Regions from separate parts of the Mus musculus genome. Here region 1 is linked to region 2. A link is a contact called in public promoter capture Hi-C data. All regions are on one chromosome and are shown on one strand. The core of a region is the stretch at or near the end of the contact, and the rest is flanking DNA. Distances in the headings are between cores, read along the strand shown. Region 1 holds the start of Mkrn1 (makorin, ring finger protein, 1). Region 2 holds the start of 8030453O22Rik (RIKEN cDNA 8030453O22 gene).

Region 1 (3,908 bases), core at 1,260-3,759, 110 kb before region 2:
GTTAAGTGAAACCCAAGTTTATTTTTTAAAGACCCCAAACTGGGCATTGTGGTGGAGGCCTTTAATTTCAGCAATGGGCAGGTAGAGGCAGATAGAATCTGAGATAGAGCCAGCCTCGTCTACAGAGTGAGTTCCAGGACAGCCAAAGCCACACTACACAGAGAAAACCTGTCACAACAAAGAGGGAAAAAAAAGTAAAACCTAAAAAGCCCCTCAGTGGAGGCTAGAATAGTCAGTCAGTCTGCTGAGGAACTAAAAAGAGGAAACAGGGAAAAGCAAGCGGAAGGCAGGGGATCGGCAAAGTTTCCCTCATCCAGCAAGCCCTCCCTCCCTCCCTCCCTCCCTGTGGGGGACATCTAGAGATGTCTATAATCTCAGCACTAGAGAGAGACAGGAGTGAAGGATCAACAAGTCCCAAGCCATTCCCAGTTATATTAGCCTCTGCATCTCACACATTCTCCTCAGAAGAATAAAGAAAAAGGGGTGGCGGCAAGACATCTTTGTTGATACAAAGAAGGCTGGGTTTGATTCCTAGAACCCACATAAAAATGAAAGACACTAAAATTATCCTTTCAATTTTAGTACACTTCTCCACAGATGCTGGGGAACCAACTGCCCCAACCATACCCACAAATCATAAAAAAATTAAGGGAAAATGTTAACCGGACAGTAGCGGTTCACCCCTTTAATCCCAGCACTCAGAGACCTGTGAGTTCCAGGCCAAGCTGATCTACAGGGCTAGTCCCAGGACAGCTAAGGCTACATAAAGAAACACTGTCTTAGGAAGGAAGAGGGAGTAAGGGAGGGAAAAGGAAAGAAGAAATGTTGAAGCAGAAATGTATAAAGTTGCAAGCATCTGACAGGATGATAATGAAATCAGTTATGAAATGTTATTTGGTAATGGGTATTTAGAACTAGACTAGAGAAAGATAGTAGATGAAAGAAAAAAAAAAATCAAGGATTTAAATTTTCAATATCAGCCCGGGTGGAAACACTATCCTTAGTACTAGGAGGGCAAAGGCTGGAGGAGGGAAGTTCAAGGCCAGCCTGGTCAATGCAACAGTGTTAGGACAACCAGGCTGCAAAGCTGGACCTTGCCTCAAAAAAAAAAAAAAAAGAACAGACTGAGGGGAAAGCTTTAATCTGACGTTATTAAATGTGTTACAGGAAAGACTGGAAGATTCTTCAGTTTGGGAGTTAATATCAACACCGAGTTGTTCATTAGGAATTGCCTTTAGCATTTGCGGTTAATAAACTGTCCTTGCCGGGTTTAAAGTGGCATTTCCTTTTAATTTTCTTAGCCGATAGAAAAGCGTATATAGTCCTTCCTGGTAGTTAAAATCTATATACTCGGGCGTGGTATCATCTCACCCCTGCACTCCCGCACTAGAGAGGCAAAAACAAGAGGATTGCCGAAAATTCTAGGGCAGTCAGACTATATAGGTCAACCGGGGCCACACAGTAGGACTGTCTCAATAAGCCCCCTCCCATCGTTAATACAAACAATCCTTCCTCCAACGTTTATAGCTGGGGAATTATTTTTTAACATACGTACTGTATAACTGTCACCTGATCATACATTTTCCCAATAATTTCGTCTCGCTTACCAAACAAGAACCAAACCTCTCTGGTCGGATCTCCTTTCTCGCAAAGAAGAACGCCTCTCAAAGGGACAGTAATAATAATGGCAGTTCATAAAACCAAGGGTGGAAGAGCCTAACGCCGGCTCCGAACGCTCGGTTCGGAGACAAAGCTCGGAACCGCCGACCACCGACTTACATACAAAGGCATACAAAAGCGGCTGCTCCCGGCGGGGCGGGGGTGAGCGGCGCAGAGAGCAGAAAAGACGTTACAAACGGATAGCCCGGCTCGGAGCCCCGGGGCCGGCCGAGCTCGCCGGGACCCTTGGAGGGTCTCAGGGCGCACCGAGGGTCGTTAGAGCCCGATTCGCATCGGCGAGCTCGCGCCGCATCCCCGAACCTGTAGCGATGGAGGCCAGGGCGGGGACACCGGTCCTCTCCGCACGCACCGGGGCGCCGCTGAGCGAGGCGAGGTGACGGGACCGCCCTGCAGTCCGAGCCCGCAGTCTGAAACCCGCAGCGATGCCGCGGCCAACCTCTGCGGAGGCTGACGCAGCGATGCTGTACGGACAGCCGCAGCGGGGACCCCGCGACGCCCGCCTCCGCCTCTTGCTCGGCCCCGCAGCCCCCGCCCTCCGCCGCGCCACGCAACGTCCTACCTGCAGGTGACCTGTTTCGTCCAGCCGCCGCCGCTGCCGTCGCTGCCGCCGCCCCCTCCTCCCGCCCCCGGGGACGGGGCAGCGACTGTGGGGATAGAGGTGAGGGAGGCCGCTGCCACCGCCGCCGCTGCCGCTCCTGCTCCTGATGTTGTGGCTGTTGTTCCGGGAGCCGCAGCCTCCGCCATTACTGTTTATCCCACACAGCAATGGCCCCGGAACTTCCGGGATCACATAGTTCCGGTCCGGCTGAGAAGGAGAAGACAGCGAAGGGAGGGGAGGGGAGGGAGGCTGAGGAGCCCGAGAGCTCTGCGCCAGTCCCGCGCCGTGTCACCGCGTCTCCGAGCGCTCAGGTCTCAGGAACTGCGGGCTCCGCAGGGCACCCGCGGCCCTCCTCCGGCGACGCTGATTGGTGATGGCTTAGGCTCCGCCCTAAAGGGGCGTGATCACACGCTTAGCCAGGTGTGCTAGGATGGTCCTGGTCCTAGCCATCCTAGCCATCAAAGGACCACATGCAAGGACCAACTTCTGCCTATGGCTGGTGGCGCACGTACAAGGTGGGGGAAGGCCTGGGGCTGTGTCTGCTCTTTATCTAGAGTGAGATCCCAACCTATTGTGTTGGGATCTGTTTCTTTCTCTCACAGGAACTGTCAGAATCCCTGCTGATGGAAGTGCCCAGGTGGGCCTGGCGGCAGACATCTTGGAATCCCACCAATGTGAAGACTTGAGTATCACAATGGCTGCAAGTTCGAGACCAGCCCAAGCTAAATAGATCCTGTCAAAGTAATAACAGTAATGTTGTAAATGAATTATGTGTGGTAGCCTGTTTGTAATACCAGCTCTTGGGAAGCTAAAGGAAAAAAGTGTTTGGTTTTATACCTGACCAGGAACTGAGGTGCATATTTTACATATCAAAGCAGACTTGACCTCCGGACTTCCCTAGCGTCCTTTTAGTCCCTATCTGGCATTCCCTGCCCCCAACCTTGAACTTTCCAGCCCAGGAGCTAGGCTGCCCTTCACCCCAGAGGCTCCTCCCTATATTTCTAGACATTTTCTCTGTCTCCTCTCTGCCTGCATGCCCTTTCTTTTTTTCTCTCTCCCTTCCTTATCCCATCCTTACCCCCGTGGCGACTCCTGAGGCCAGTGAACTAGCCTGCCTGAGAGAGCTTCCCAATAAACCTGCCTTTAATAGACTCGAATCTAGTGTGAATTGGCTCATTTCACCAACATCAGAGAAATAACCTATCAAAAAGGGTCACAGGCTTGAGGCCAGCCTGGGCTACACTGCAAGAATCTGTCAGTAAGCAGACAGCCTTCAAGGACATGCTCCCAAGTACTGGCTCCCAGCTAACTATGCCCATTCCCCTAGAGTTTCCACCATCAGGTTATATGAATCCACTGATGAGGGCAGTGCCAATCATTTCTCCAAAACTGTGTCTAAGCATAAATCACTGGAGTCCAAGACACATCACATGAACTTCTGAGGAACATTTTAGATCCAAAGTTCTCTCTCCCTCCTCAATAAAGTAAACCTGGCTGGACTTCAATGAACAGAGATCTGCCTCCCAAATATTGAATCCTGGGGTTTAAAGACTTCACCACTGTCCCCCTTTATTTTATTTTACTTTTAATCTTTAAGATTTGTTGCACAGCTGTTGGGGAGGTAGCACAA
Region 2 (3,864 bases), core at 256-2,755:
AAAAAAAAAAAAAAAAAAAAGAATTTTTTAGTTGTCTCCAGGATGGTAGATGAATTTAGATTTGAGGCAGAATCACCATTCATTGCTATTTTCCTGAGAACTGAAATGGCAGACAGGGGAGAATGTGACCATCCAGGTTAGTGTATGCTTGCTGGCAGCCACCAACAGAGCAGAATCCCCCAGTCACATATGCTACCTCACGGCTCTGGACAGGGGATGAAAGACTGGGGCTTGAGCCCTTGCTCATTTTCCTTCTCAACATGGAGAGTGAGCACAGGAATTGAGCTGGGTGGGCTCTACCACCGAACCATGTACCTAGTCCTCCTTTTTTCTTTTAAAAGGAGGAATGCTAGCTGCCTTCTGTAGACGAGAGCCTTCTGCATGCAGAAGCCGCATAATCTAGTTTGTTGTTACTGGTGTATGGTAGGTTGATAGTACATATGCATTTAATAAATGAATATATATAAAATAAGCATATATATTTATATATAAATATACTATATATTTATACAATGTTTATATATTATATAAATATATATATTTTAAAATAGAATAAACACATTTAAATATATAAATATGCATTATAAAACTATATATTTAGCCGGCCGTGGTGGCACACGCCTTTAATCCCAGCACTCGTGAGGCAGAGGCAGGCGGATTTCTGAGTTCGAGGCCAGCCTGGTCTACAAAGTGAGTTCCAGGACAGCCAGGGCTATACAGAGAAACCCTGTCTCAAAAAACCAAAAAGAAAAAAAAAAAATATATATATATATATCCCAAGGCACTCAACTAATTACAACTAACTGTGACCATTATAGTTTTCAAATACCTGGAGTGACTCAACAATACTCGAGGAAGAGACAATGGCTTGTTGGAAGAACATTACCAAGGTCAAGCAAGAAGCGTACAGGGCGATGACACTATTTTAACTGTCCCCAGGACTGACAGAGTGTCTTCTCCACGTGACTCTTATACCCGTGGGTGTCTGCAGTTCCTGTTTCTAGCGTCTGGGCTGCTGAGAGTTGTGATGAGATTGGTGATAGCAGAATATGAGCGGGGGGGGGGGGGGGGGGGGGTGAGGAGGGGGAAGGCTTCCCGCTAGCAGAAGATGGGAACAGCTACGGCTGCAAAGCTTTAGCGTTTAGAGAGAAGTGAAAAACCGTGATTCTATAGCTAGAAAAAGATACCCTGGCCTGGAAGGCACACAACACTCACTCAGCAATATCCAGACCTCTCAAGTCTCAAATGAAGGCAGTTCAAGGAGCCGTCTGACAGGAGGCTCAGGAGAGTGACATTCCCCGGTTAAGGAAAGGGAGTAGGTGCAAGTAGTAAAAGGGAGAAGTAGACAGGCCGTCAGTTCCTACACTCTTAGGGAGAACAGAAGGAGGTGGAGAAGCGTGCTCATCTACTTCCAGGGCGCATGCGCATGCTAAGGGCGGCTCTTACTTGTCAGCCAATCTGTAGCTCAGAGTTCCAGTTGGGCTGTGGCTGTCTGTGGCCTGCTTGCACACGGTCACCATGTCAGCACCAAGAGAGACTCCAGGAAGCCTAGAGGACCAGTGATAAAGACTCCATGAGGCACATGGGCCCCTCCTTCAGAAGGAAGCAGGTATGTGGCCCCATTTCACCCGGAATGGGAGGTGGCAAGAAGAAACTAGAAAATCTGTCTTAGGTGGATGAGGTCACATGATCTCCTGGGGCTTCCAAGACTTCTACCTGCCAGGTAAAACTGAGGGTACTCAGTGTCTTGGCTCAGAACTTCCTCAAAGGAATCAAGAGGCCTGTTTCAAAACATGCTAACAGATCTTAGGTACCAGGAGGGAAAGGCCAGCGAAGAGACAGAAATAAATAAATGTGGTCTGAATGTTAATGACCCCACAGGCTCATATATTTGCATATTTAGTCCCCAGTTAGAGGAAGTATGTTGCCAGGGGTGGGCTTTGATGTTTCAAAAGCATGAGCCAGGCTCAGTCAGTCTCTGCCTCTCTCAGTCAGTGTCTGTCTGTCTCTGGCTGCCGCCTGGGGATCAGGATGTAAACTTCTCAGCTACTGTTCTAGTGCCATCTGTCCCAGCACTCTTCATCATAACGATCAGGGTGGAGTAAAACCTCTGAAACTTTACGCAAGCCCCAGTTAAACCCTTTTCCTTCCTAAAAGAGCTGCCTTGGCCATGGTGTCTCTTGACAGCAATAGAATAGTGACTAAGACAACAAATACATAAATTCAATTAAAACATAAGACAAATAAAAATAGAGCACTCATGGATCACCCTTTATGAAATGAAGACACAGTCTGGTGAGATGGCTCAGGGGGTATAAAAGTGCCTGCCACCGAACCCGAGGACCTGAGTTCAAGCCCCAGTCTGTCCTTTTCACCAGTGTGCGTGCACATCCAAATAAATAATGTGCACAAACACTCTTTTTAAGAGGAAGCAGGCAAGGAGGGACCTGAAAGCTGAAATGGAGCAGGCGAAGCCATTGGGAGTTGGGCACAGGGAGAACTGGAGCATAGACTTGCCCAGGAGTCTAGCTGTTGCTTTACGGCAACCCAGCACCATATACTCTGGAATAAATCTGTGGTGTAACCGAGCCCAGTTCTCCAAGGAAGCTAGGAGCTCAGGTCCACCCATCCCACAGTGGAGGGGAGCCCTGAAAGGCCTTTCAGGGACAGGAAGGAACTCATTGTCCCTCTCACAACTCTCACACAGCTGAAGCTTCTGGAGTCTCTCCATGTGGCTGGGCCCACAGACACTGCCTTTCTGTCCTCTTCTGGCAGATAGCCACATGGGCCAGGGGGTGGGGAGAAGGGAGCACAGCCGATCTCCACCCCACCCCCCTGCTCTCTACAGCCTGCACTCTGGCTCCACAGACCAAACACCCACCACGCAATCTTCTCCCATTGAGCCAGGCAGCTCTCCATCTTTTTCTTTTAGGCTCGTGCCAAGCTGTGTGCAGGATGCTCTAGGAGACTCCAAGTTAAGTAAGACTCTGACTCCTTCCTTGAGGAGCACACCAGGACAGTGCCTGGACTGCAGTCAGCTCCTGCAGCAGCTCTCCCTGAGGGGAGCCCTTCCCCCCACTGTCTGAGGAAGCAAAGCGTTTTCCAGATGGAGCAGAGCCACCACCATCCTTCCAGGGGATGCTTCTAAGTAGCTTTAGCCCCAAACGCGTGACACTTAAGTGAAGTCACTTCCCACCAGGTAATAACGCCCAGTACTAAAATCACAGGCTCCTGGGGACCAGCCCTACTGCAAGAGTGAATCTGAAAGGGCAGCAGAGTCTGGAAGTGAAGAGATAAAGAACGCATGCGCGGTTCACATTTAGCAATCAGAGTGTCTCAATTCTCACAAGTATGGAGTATGCTGCTCTCATTCATTCTTTCTTTTTTTTTTTTTTTTTGCCCTTGACGATTAGAATAGGTTAGACAGATGTCTCAGTGGGTAGAGATACTTGCTGCCAATCAAGAGTTCGCCACCAGAGCCCACATGGTAAGAGAAATTGACTCCTCTGACCTTTACCGGCATGCTATGGCACACACGCAACACATACACTACACACACACACACACACACACACACACACACAAATGTACACATAAAAAATAATAAATCCAGGCTGGAGAGATGGCTCAGTGGTTAAGAACACTTTTTATTTTAGGAACTGAACTAAGACCTGAGTTCAGCTTCTAACAGCCACATGAAGAGGCTCGCCACCACCTATATATAACTTCAGCTCTGTGGGGGTCTGACACACCCTTCTGGCCTGCACTGGCATCAGCACACACGGTATGTACTCACACACACATGTAAATAAGAATAATCAATCTTTTTTTCCCCCTTTGTTTTTTTTGTTGTTGTTGTTGTTG

What was found. Capture Hi-C pulls out chosen DNA fragments and counts their contacts.
Region 1: a contact with region 2 is called in a promoter capture Hi-C map of adipose tissue. The contact joins the promoter of Mkrn1 here to the promoter of 8030453O22Rik in region 2. A contact is called at or near these places in 1 of 39 promoter capture datasets (cranial neural crest), 1 of 484 Hi-C or Micro-C datasets (nephron progenitors), 4 of 115 datasets of contacts at active chromatin or transcription factors (embryonic midbrain and embryonic stem cells) and 3 of 9 other capture datasets (adipose tissue, liver and pancreatic islet).

What each region holds. Positions count from the first base shown.
Region 1 is chr6:39,417,860-39,421,767 of GRCm38.p6, forward strand. It overlaps Mkrn1 (makorin, ring finger protein, 1), which reads right to left and starts at 2,510. Exons shown (of 8, transcript NM_018810.2): 1 at 2,240-2,510. The coding sequence starts at 2,424. Gm10244 (predicted gene 10244) reads left to right here and starts at 2,519. Exons shown (of 2, transcript NR_152168.1): 1 at 2,519-2,793; 2 at 2,881-3,435.
Region 2 is chr6:39,526,036-39,529,899 of GRCm38.p6, forward strand. 8030453O22Rik (RIKEN cDNA 8030453O22 gene) reads left to right here and starts at 1,506. Exons shown (of 2, transcript NR_167680.1): 1 at 1,506-1,609. The region is part of intron 1 of Dennd2a (DENN/MADD domain containing 2A); the gene reads right to left.